Regions from separate parts of the Cydia pomonella genome. Here all the other regions are linked to region 2. Evidence: chromatin contacts called from public Hi-C data. All regions are on one chromosome and are shown on one strand. Each heading gives the region's core, a stretch centred on a gene start, on an enhancer-like site or on the middle of the called end of the contact. The rest is flanking DNA. Distances are from core to core; before and after follow the strand shown. Region 1 holds the start of LOC133529909 (methionine--tRNA ligase, mitochondrial). Region 2 holds the start of LOC133529511 (transcription factor BTF3 homolog 4). Region 3 holds the start of LOC133529567 (beta-1,4-galactosyltransferase 7).

What was found. A called contact is a pair of places that touch in the nucleus more often than the background predicts.
Region 1: a Hi-C map of whole body shows a contact between it and region 2, with 6 times the contacts expected there. The contact joins the promoter of LOC133529909 here to the promoter of LOC133529511 in region 2. A contact is called at or near these places in 2 of 2 Hi-C or Micro-C datasets (both in whole body).
Region 3: a contact with region 2 is called in a Hi-C map of whole body, with 5 times the contacts expected there. The contact joins the promoter of LOC133529567 here to the promoter of LOC133529511 in region 2. A contact is called at or near these places in 2 of 2 Hi-C or Micro-C datasets (both in whole body).

Annotation. Positions count from the first base shown.
Region 1 is chr21:15,684,564-15,688,369 of ilCydPomo1, reverse strand. It overlaps LOC133529909 (methionine--tRNA ligase, mitochondrial), which reads right to left and starts at 2,242. Exons shown (of 14, transcript XM_061867711.1): 1 at 1,976-2,242; 2 at 1,264-1,362. The coding sequence starts at 2,063. LOC133529566 (nicotinamide/nicotinic acid mononucleotide adenylyltransferase 1) reads left to right here and starts at 2,714. Exons shown (of 8, transcript XM_061867313.1): 1 at 2,714-2,917; 2 at 3,090-3,201. The coding sequence starts at 2,842.
Region 2 is chr21:15,285,657-15,289,310 of ilCydPomo1, reverse strand. LOC133529511 (transcription factor BTF3 homolog 4) reads left to right here and starts at 2,319. Exons shown (of 1, transcript XM_061867236.1): 1 at 2,319-3,654. The coding sequence starts at 2,492. The coding sequence ends at 3,013.
Region 3 is chr21:15,661,706-15,665,386 of ilCydPomo1, reverse strand. It overlaps LOC133529567 (beta-1,4-galactosyltransferase 7), which reads right to left and starts at 1,742. Exons shown (of 3, transcript XM_061867314.1): 1 at 1,416-1,742; 2 at 795-1,344. The coding sequence starts at 1,512.

The DNA of each region.
Region 1 (3,806 bases), core at 993-3,492, 400 kb before region 2:
CTTTGTTGTAAGAACTTACACAATAACAAAAAAGTCTGTGTTTTTCTGCAATTTTGCATACATATGTTGTCCATATAGTAATTTAAATTGTATTTTTTCTTATTTAATCCATGTTAATTATAAGATGTAATGTTTTAAAAAAATGTGTCCGGTCCATATTGAGATAATCGCCTCCAATTGAGGGGGGATTAAAATCTTCTCGGGTCAGAGGTGCCTTTATTTGACGTTCATAAGCGCATTTTAATATGCCTATTTGAATAATAAACTGTCATGTTATTTGCTGCTTTCTGTGGCTGGAGAAACTCAAATTTCAACCCTTACTGATTATGAATTAATGATATAAATAATACGAAAAAAGGTATCTGTCTTTATTTCGCATTAAGATCATTTTTGTCCCAGGGAAAGATAGAAGATAGTTTGTATCACGGAAATAACAATTCTACATGGACAAACTTGTGGGCAAAAGCTTGTATAGAATATTTTTATTAAAAAAAGTGTCCATATTTGAAGCCGTAAAGTAAAAAAATTGTGTAACAGACAGGCAACATTGAGTCACCTCATAATTTTACAACCTGCATAAAGATAACAGGTACCCCATATGTAATGTGATGGTTCATTTGAGAATTGACCATCTATACAAGTAGCCATAAAACACTCATAAACTGAACATAATGATGTGTTGTACTCATTCACAACATACCACAGTCTTGTATTAGGTATTACATAATAAACGGATCATATACGGTGGCATTTAAAATTTTTCCTTATTGAGAATCTAAATCTAAAAGTATAATGACCCACTTTTGACATGTTGCTTGTGCTGAACATCTTCTCTAAGGGTCTCATTACAATATTTTGTTTAAAAAAGTAGAGTCATAAAATTTAGTCTGTATTGAAAAAAAACCCGTTTTCAATTCTTCTGGTCTTTTTTTGTGACTAGGACTAAAATGGATGATTATTTGCCGTCTAGCACACAAGTCTTGGTCTTCTCAACTGACATTTTGGCAGAGTTCCTAATCATTAAAATCCTGATGCATTGAAAAACGTTTATTTTATTATTTATTATTATTATTTATTATTCATTGTTCGGAGAACCAACAGCTATAGATTGCATTATTTTTTATTGTATTAATGCATGTGTATTTATAGTATAGTGTTCCAAATTAATATGTATGAGTCATTATGTACTTGAAATAAACAAATTTAATTTTTTTATTTTATTTCATAATGCATCCTTTTTAACAAAATTGTACTTTATATTACCTGTGCTAAATAAGACATTGCAGTGGGGGTCAGTCAGCTTCTCGAACCTCTGTATGGCGTCTGCCACCACCGCTGAGTACAGGTGGCCTAGGTGCGGGGCTGCAACAATTAATATTACAACTAGAACAAGTAACTAGGCCCTGTTGTCACTTTTTATCAAGCAAGACTATGGTCAACCACTGTTTAGTATGAAAAAAGTATTTTATATTAAGCTTTGAACTGTTATTTGAAGCCCAACATAAATAAACAATCTGAGATAAATGAACTTGATTTTCTGTAACAGCTCAGTCACACCACAAATTCTCCCCAGCTCCCCACTCCATCCATATAGCATAGCAAATGGTCATTTTATAAAAACTTTTCAGCTTGTGAAGTTGTTTCAATTATTTTTAATTTTAAACAGTGTTACCGTTCCGTTTTTAATTTAACAACTTTCAAAATGGATTATGACTATTTAAAAGCGACTTTGTTACAATTATATTGCTGAATCAATTCAAGTTAAATAACTTATGGAAATAGTTTCCCTAAGGCTATAGATAAAATAATGATGTTTGTATCATGACTGACTTATTAATACCTAGCGCCGATCGCGGCGCTAAAACGACTGCGGACTCGACTCGAAATACGATTGGAGTTGGAGCTACAGCTTAAAATAATTCACATAACAACAGCCAGAAAAAGTCAGCAAAAGAACTTAAATGAAACAACTTACCGGCATTCACATAAAAGATCGGGGTAGAAACGAAAAATGGTCTTTTCTGAACAACAGAAGAAAATAATAATCGTAACGTTAATCTCATGTTTATTTTGGAAAACCTCAAGAGGTAACCTCGATGGAACAATTTTATGAGAGAAAGGTCACTCGAAATGAATGCACTTGCCGCTTATCTCTGTCTGCCGGCAAAGTAAACTGTTATACCATCGCATGTGATAAAACAAGATACATCTGTTTGATAATTACGATGAAAATTGTCTTTCAAGAGGAAAACATTTCCACGAGACAGGTTAAAAGTATTATGAAAATAATTTAGGAAATAGCTTTAACTAAAGCATTTTTGTTGAAAAGGTGAGGTCGTTAATTTAGCTAGGTTATACGTTCTGTGTTCCGATTTACGTACTGTTTGACAACTCTGGGTCAAATGTCAAATGTTATGAAAAGATGATACTTGTATTACAAAATTTTCGAAAAAAAATAATATCAGGTGTATTTACGATACGCTACGATCTCTAATTACTATTTATGGTTTATTTTTGCAGAAATTGCCTGTTTTCAGTGCTAAATTGTTTAAATAATATTTAACTACATTTTGATTTGGCTGATAGTCAATAATTTCCACCACCATATGGTCACTATCATTTTTTTAAGAAAAAGTTTGACAGTTGTGAGCTCCCTACCAAATTAGGATGACCAAATATCCGGTGCTTAGGCTCACATGCGCAAACTGTACGAATTACTTCCGTATTTGATCGTATTGCCACAAAAATCAATCGATTGATCATTTTTGTTGTTATTTCGTAGTGATGATACAATCAAGATTATTACAGTATTATTGAATTGTGACTATAATTTTTATCACAATGTCCCAAGGGAAGATAGTTTTAATGGCTTGTGGCAGCTTCAGCCCACCAACTTACATGCATTTACGAATGTTCGGTGAGTTGTTATTGCGTAGACAATTTTCCTATTTCTTACAAGAAAACGCGACCGAGGTGTTTAAGTGTGACGGTCATATCATGTTAATTATATGTTAGTGGCCGTGCTGGTTTCTATGATGTATTAACGTCGGTTAAGTAAGTAGTTTCAATGGTATTAGCTGATGTTTCAGAAATCGCCAGAGATTATATTCACACGCTGGGTTTGGGCACGGTGGTCGGCGGCATAGTGTCTCCTGTGCATGATAAATATGGCAAGAAGGACTTGGTGCCCGCACACCATAGGTAAGTCCTTTATTCTAGTTCAAGATGGAGTAACTTTCTGAAGGAAGATATGTTCTTGCCAACAAAGAGCTTATCATTCATGGCTGTGTGTCCTTAATAATTCAATCCTTTATTGTCTTCAGTAGAAGAACAGGTTCCTGAGTCAGATAAATGCTTCATTCTTGCCTGAACATCATTATCTTCATAAATTAGTGGCTATATATACAATAGTATAGTTAGAACAAGTCTAATGTTGTAACCCAATAGCTATGTTATCCACCATCCACCATAACCAAATTTATGGTTTGGCAAATTGCCAAGTTTTATAGTTTATAGTTTAGAATATTGATCTGGTTTGTGGTTTGCAGAAACTGCAGTTCTTATGCACAAGTCAAGCATCAGGCATATAACTTACTAATTTTTCTATTCACACATGATTACCATCTTTGTGAGAATTGTTTTATTTAACCTTGTGATGATGTGTGTACATTTTGTATACCTATATTGAACATTTTATTTTCAGTTTTTATTGAATAATAGGTTTGAAATTAAAAAACAAAACAATTGCTTATGGACCTCAGAAGGTACCGTGTATGTATAATAGTCTTTCAATGAAGATATTATCA
Region 2 (3,654 bases), core at 1,070-3,569:
TCACACGAATAAATGCCCTTACCAGGATTTGAACCCGGGACCATCAACTTCGTAGGCAGGGTCACTACCCACTAGGCCAAACCGGTCGTCAATTTTGAAGAGAATACTAATAATTCAATTGATGCTAATACTTATGCTAGAACTCATGTATTTAATTGCAATGTTTAGATTATTGTTTTTTCATTGTTGAAATTAGATTTAGTCCTCTTATATTGCTGTGCCCTTGCAGGGCGTCACATTTCAATTTCAATTTCAATTCAAGTAACCACAAAATGTAACAATACAGGGCTAGCCTAAGACATTACATTTCTTATAACTACACTACTACTAACACATGTACTTCTACACCTTACCTACAATAAAGATTTGACTTTGATTCACTAATAGCCCCCGTTTAGCTTATCGGACAGAATGGTAACTTAAACCCTACACTGAGCATGGCCCACTTGCTTTTGGCTGATCTTTAATAAATTACCTTAATATTTCGTATTGAAGCCGTACTTATACCTATAGTAAAACATTCCTTCGTACGAAACTGATTTGTCACAAGCCACGACACTAATCTTTCCTAAGCAACCAATTACCAATCTCAATCATTTTTTGCCAAAAAAGATTAGTCTAATACGTCATGTCTTCTACATTCTGTAGCAATAAATCAACATGTTAAAAGCCATGACACGTGAAGATATTCCAATTTAGATCTTATGACTATACAATCGTTGGCACTTACCGCCCCTGTTACACGCAGTATAGTTTATCTGTGCCGATTAAGTGGGATTATATTAGAACGACCACCCGCGTAAAATGGCAGCTGTCAAATTTTGCCGCCATTTTTTGCTAATGGGGATTATGTTGATTTAGAATTTTACAAGTTACACGGATTTTTAACTAAATAGGACTTAACGCTTGACGGCTTCATCTTATCAAAACGGTTTGATGTGAAGCAAGGTTTTCATTTGTTTCACTTGGTTTTGTTAATTTATGGGCACAAAATGTTTTATTAGGAACATTGGGTATACTCGTAGAATAAGTTAACACAGTTATTTGTAAAGTCAATGCACAAGTTTCCATCCAGGCTCTAGTTTAGTTTTGTCGACTTGGCTAAGTAGCAAATAATATATTACATTTTTAATTCGCAACACGAGGATTATCATTTTTATGTACTTAAATATTTTGTTTCGACATTAAGGATTGCAATAAGTACAAATTTGTGCGGCAGAGTAATATATTTTTCAATTTTTTCACCACACCAACTGGTAAAGGCCCTCGTCATTGTGAAAAACTAATGAGAAAGTTGATGCAAATTTTGAGTCGGTTCCTTATGTTAGCTGGTAGAATTGACTTTTTTGGATGATACATTTTTAATTAAGTTCATTTGGATTTGATTTGGTTTGATTTTTTTTTTGGTATTTCATAGTTAGTATTTTCCTCGCGTTGATGTGGTGAAAAATGTTGTGTTTCACTCGGAGGCAAAGTTTGTTTAACCCTCGTGCCTTGAAACCCTCGCAACGCTCAAGATTCCAGTTCTCGAACCACTCGCTACGCTTGGGGTGTCAATTTTGGAATCTTTCGCTTGCTCGGGTATCAATATTAGCACGAGCGGTTAAACAACAACTTTGCCCCCTTGTAAAACAAATAACTATATTTTGTTATTAAAGTTCAAAAGGCGCAAATTTCATTTTTTTTTTTAAACGAGTACCTTTGTTAAATTTTCCGCTCCACCAAGCTTCGGCTAAGTACATTCAAGGAAACTGTTAACTGAATGGCATATTTAATTTTCATTGTACAGCGTTGTTGTAACCAGTTGTAACACATTGTTATAAATATAACACAAAGGGGTTGCTACCGTCATCTAGTGGGTGACATAAACATTATTTATGACGTTTGCTACGCCATCTATGTCTCTGTTCACTAACTACGATGAACTACAACGGCTATTGAAAGCCAACTGTTGCAAAAGAATGTCGTTAGATGTCGTAGCGTTCCATTTTACGGTAAAATTTTATTATAAGAGATTCATAATGAAAATTTATTAATTATTTCAACACAACAAACATGCACTTTAATAGCAAATAATACATCGTAAAGTTTGGTAATAAAAAGATACCCTTAGAGTAAGTTATAATTATGAACAAGATGTTAAATAAACATTAAACGAAATAGTTTTTATAATTAAATACATAAACATGATTTCTCAATTTATTATCAATATAATAATTATAAAATAATTTTATGTTATATTAGTAATTTTTCCTCAAAGTTCTGACGTGAAAAGTAAAATCATTGTAGACAGTGCTGCCAACTTCTCGTCGGTGACCGAGATAGATCGGAAATCCACCATTTTCCCTTTGTAGCTAACCGGTGTTCAAAACACGTGCGTACTATCAAGTTACATGGAAAACTGGCGTGTTCCGAGCTAGAAATAACAAATAAACCGTCTGAAAAAGTGCGCCGTGTTTAAGTAGTCAGGTGACGTGTGTAGTAAATCAAAATGAACACCGAAAAGCTGAAGAAATTGCAATCGCAAGTGCGTATCGGCGGTAAGGGCACACCGAGGCGCAAGAAGAAGGTTGTGCACGCCACAGCCGCAACAGACGACAAGAAACTCCAGTCTTCCCTCAAAAAACTGTCAGTAAACACAATCCCTGGCATCGAGGAAGTTAATATGATCAAAGATGACGGCACTGTGATACATTTCAACAACCCTAAAGCGCAGGCCTCGCTCGCGGCAAATACTTTCGCTATCACCGGTCATGGAGAGAACAAGCAGATTGCGGAGATGCTCCCTGGTATCCTGAGTCAGCTCGGACCTGAAGGCCTCAACCAGCTGAAGAGACTGGCGTCCAGCGTGGCCGCGCCAAAGCCGCTCGAGGAAGATGACGAGGTACCAAACCTCGTTGGTAACTTTGATGAGGCGTCGAAACAGGAAGCCAAGGAGGTCGTCGCCGACGACAAGAAGGAGGACAAGAAACCTGAGACAGAAACCAAAGCCGCCGACAAGAAAACCGACTAACTATCCCCATTATGACAGGAGTGATCTAGGTTTTTAATTTTGCTCATTCAAGTGTCTTTATAACAAACACTAGGGTTTCCAAAGCCTAACCAAGTGTCTCAAACATTTATTTTATTATTTAGTATTTGTGTTCCTAAATAAATGTACTTTCAATTAGTGGTTTTGCATTTATTTGAAGTTTTTATGTGTGAAGTGCTAAAAGGGACACTAGTGTGCCTTTGCCTGTACTTAGAAAAAAGGGGACACAGTTTTGTTTTTAAACATTTGACTCCGTGACTTTGGAAATCCTGTATAGAGCCATCCTGTATGAAACGAAAAAGCTTGTCTCTCCTTCAACGCTACTAATATTTCTACTTTAAATTACCGCATAATGGGATATTCTGTCAATCATAGGTCCTAGTTAAGTGTTGTAATAAACCTATTGTTGAGATATTGGCAATATGATAAAAAGTCTATGTATGGCATATATACATTTATTTTTTACACTGCACTGGCATATAGGAATATATTATTATATATTAGTAAAGTAAGGTGAGTGACACACCTTATCATATTTTTAAATGGTATTTTCTAAAGTTGTTGATTCATGTCCGGTTGAAGGAATTTGCTTTCTCATTTTTTAATAGAAGAGAAATAGGTTA
Region 3 (3,681 bases), core at 493-2,992, 380 kb before region 2:
TGCTGCCTGTGACACCTATATCATATGTACATATACCATATCAATTTTAGCAAAATCGGCTCTGTAGTTTCATGCTGCAATGGAAGAGGTAATATAGGTCAAATCAAATGTGTGACTAGTAATAATCTTATCAGGATGCTTATACTAATCCAAACTCCTACTACATTCTTATCACTAATCTTTTTGTAATCATCAGATTAACCAGGAAGTAATAAAACAATGAATTAAGAGTCACATTCACATTACATGATAATCATGATATTGTACCATTTTTCCAATTTGAATCAACATACCTAGGCTAGGAAACAAAGTTGATTCTTGATTTCCTCATAGCATTCACAGAAAGATCTCAATTGTAAAGAGTAGTATTAGTAAGCTACAACTGGGTGAAATGTAATACTACTCTGTGGAGGAATATTTTAGTAAAAAGTAGAATTAATGTAACAATTACGAGTACTTATATGTGTTTATAAATGAAATATTATTATTATTGGGTTGATTATGTTTTAAATTTAAATTTTCCTCTTAATGAAATTTAGTCTCAGTATTTATTCTTCATGACATTATAATTTTCTGTTTATTTATTATTATGTCTTAAATTTAATTTTACGTTATGTTATGTTTTATAAGTATTTTATGAGATTTTTTTTTTTGTGTCTTACGAAAATTTATTTTATAGGAATTGTTTGTGTATATTAGATAAGAAAATTTATATGTAAATTAATTTCAAACACAATGTAAATTGTTTATGAATAAATATGACTATGACTAATATAGTTTATTTGAATACATACTTAAAAGTGTCTGCCGTCCCAGTGGTAATCCCCGCAGGCCGCTCCACCTGCAGCCCGGCATCCTTCAGCCGCAGGTAGAACTCGTCGTCCTCCAGCCCCCAGCCCCAATAGTTGTTGGACATGCCGTGCACCAGCTCAAAGTGCTCCCGTGTGATCAGCAAGATCCCTCCGATAAATGTTGCATAGTGATAGTTAGGATGCGTCTGCGGTGACGATATGTGAACAGGATTTGCAGCTGGATATGTATACTTCAAATCATCATTCATAGGTAATAAATCCACGTCATGCATCGCTATATAGTCAAAGTCTTTCTTCGTATGTAAAAAACCCACATTAATTAAAGAAGCTCGGTTGAAACGGTTGTTATCCTTCTGCTGGATCACAAATATGTGGAATGGGATCCCTTGCCTGTTTAAAAAGTCGTGCATATGCGGGACGAACTCTAGAAGCTCTTCAAATCGATCTCTAAATGGTACTATTACTGCTAATCGCTCCTTTTGAGACAAACTTGAGATATGTGTTTGAACTGGTTTAGGTGATGGCAGCTTCTCTGAGGACAAAAATTGTGAGTGTTTAATGTGCTAGCAATGATGTAGAAATATTTCTGAAGTGATTACTTACCGTTTTCTATAGGAAGTAAGGCCAAATAACAACCTACGATACAAGTTAGTCCCAAACATATAAAGAGACATTTGGAGCCGCACATACGAGAACCCATTAAACAATAAATTTGGATATTGACTAGTAGATAGAATTAGGAGCTACGAAGCATAATTATGGAAAACGAATGACTATATTATTTAAAAATAATTAAATATTATGAGAAATCTTCAACAACTCATACAATCATTGGTGTTTTTCGATTGTCAAACTCAAACAAGCGTCGATGCGTGTAGTGAAATTGACAGCTGACATATTTTGCTCTCGGACTTTGCTCGTACAAGTCGGACATGCCATTTTTAAGGGCAGATCCAAAGAGCATATAATCACTACGTGGCAGATCGGGCAGATCAGGACAGATATTTTATAAATAATTAGTATTTACTGTTATTTCAATTAAGATCATCGTAAATAAGATATTTCGTATTATATATTTTTAAAAATAGATGAAGTCCAAACATCCAAAAGGTTAAATAAAACGTTTCAATAGTTTGACATTAGGTTCAGTGTTTACAAAGACTGTTTTAAATATACACGCAAATAAAACACAAAAATATTGTTAATTCATTTTTATAATCTGGAAATATGTTTTAATAACTATCGTATTAATAAAAATGCGAGACCATAATAAATTTTCGTATGAAAACTTTATAAATTCAATCTCATCGAGCACGATGGTTAGTACTAAAATATCAGTAATAGATGGCAGCACATATCATAAATTATATCACAAAAGTAACAATATATTGCAAAAAAAATCGGTAAAAGTCCAGATTCATTTATGTGTCCCAGAACAATGGAAGTAGTAACAGTAGCTGTGACAGTAGTGTTCGTGGTTGCCACTATATCTAGTATAAAAACTGGAAGAAGAGGTAACACAACACAACCAACCGGCCTCTAACCCAATCCTCTAATCTAACCACATCCAGGAAATCGATGGATGAGAAAGTTGCACAATCGGAAATGCCCTTTGTCAAGTGGGCGGTTTTTCAGCTTATATGGTGCCGATGGCGTCTTTATCATAAATCATAACAGCCGTCTTCGTCGGCAAAGGTCGCTTCCCTTTTTGTAGCTAGGTTGTAGTAAATAAGTGTAGGCACTTCGTTAATATTAGTGCCAAATAATTGGCTAACCACTGAGTCACCATAATAACTTATTAATTACCTCATCCTACCTCATTAATTTAAACCTTTAAGGCGTCTACAGACGTTGCAACAAATGGCCACATAATGACTCAGATGATTATGTGGACTCAGTGGTCAGCCAATTATTTGGCACTAATATTAACGAAGTGCCTACACTTATTTAATTGAATTGCGGAGGTATTATGTAGCTATACCTACCTTATTAATTTAAATCTATGCACATTTAAGGCGTCTACAGACGTAGCAACAAATGGCATACGATTTTATACAATTGCTAAGTACGTAGTAGAAACGGATTTAATTAATCGACCAAATGCCGCTAGCTGCAATGCATCTTATTGCAAATTGCATGCAATTATCGGTGATGTTTGGAAAGGTCATTAGACAATATCTGAATACAGTGACCAATCATTGACCATAGAAATTAAGACCCTGATTTTTTGAATTCATTTCGTGTGTGTACCATAGGTACAATATGCTACCGTTCTCATTGGCACGTGATTTCCTTCCGATAAAAATGCTCTATTGTATAATTTACACCACTTAACTTTTTACTGAGGTAACCTGCACTTCATAGCGTTTGTCGAAAGGTCGGCTTAGACTGCAGTATATCGATTCATCAGCCTATTCGTTATTAATTAGACCATTGGCTCAATTCAAGCCTGATACCAGAGACAACTATAATATAAAGACTGTTAATCACCGTTCAACGTCGCGTGTCTGAGGGCCTACCGCGAACCACGTTCGACGTGTTGCCTCTCTGTCGCACTTGTAAATTCGTACGTAAGCGTGACAGGGAGGCAACACGTCGAACGTGGTTCGCGGTAGGCCTTCTGGCCAGCGAGTGGTAGACGTACAATGCTAACCCTTAAAAAGTTTCGGATAAAAAAAAAACATTTTTAAAAACACTTTCAGGCACCCAAGAATTGGACTCAGCAAAATTAATATTATGAACCTAATCTGGAGGGGTCTACTAGTAGCTACCGAAGAGTTTTACTAAAAACGTATTCTACAGCGGAATTGATATACGGGACATAAAGGGGACGGGAAAAATACGGGACGCGATACATACATACATACGG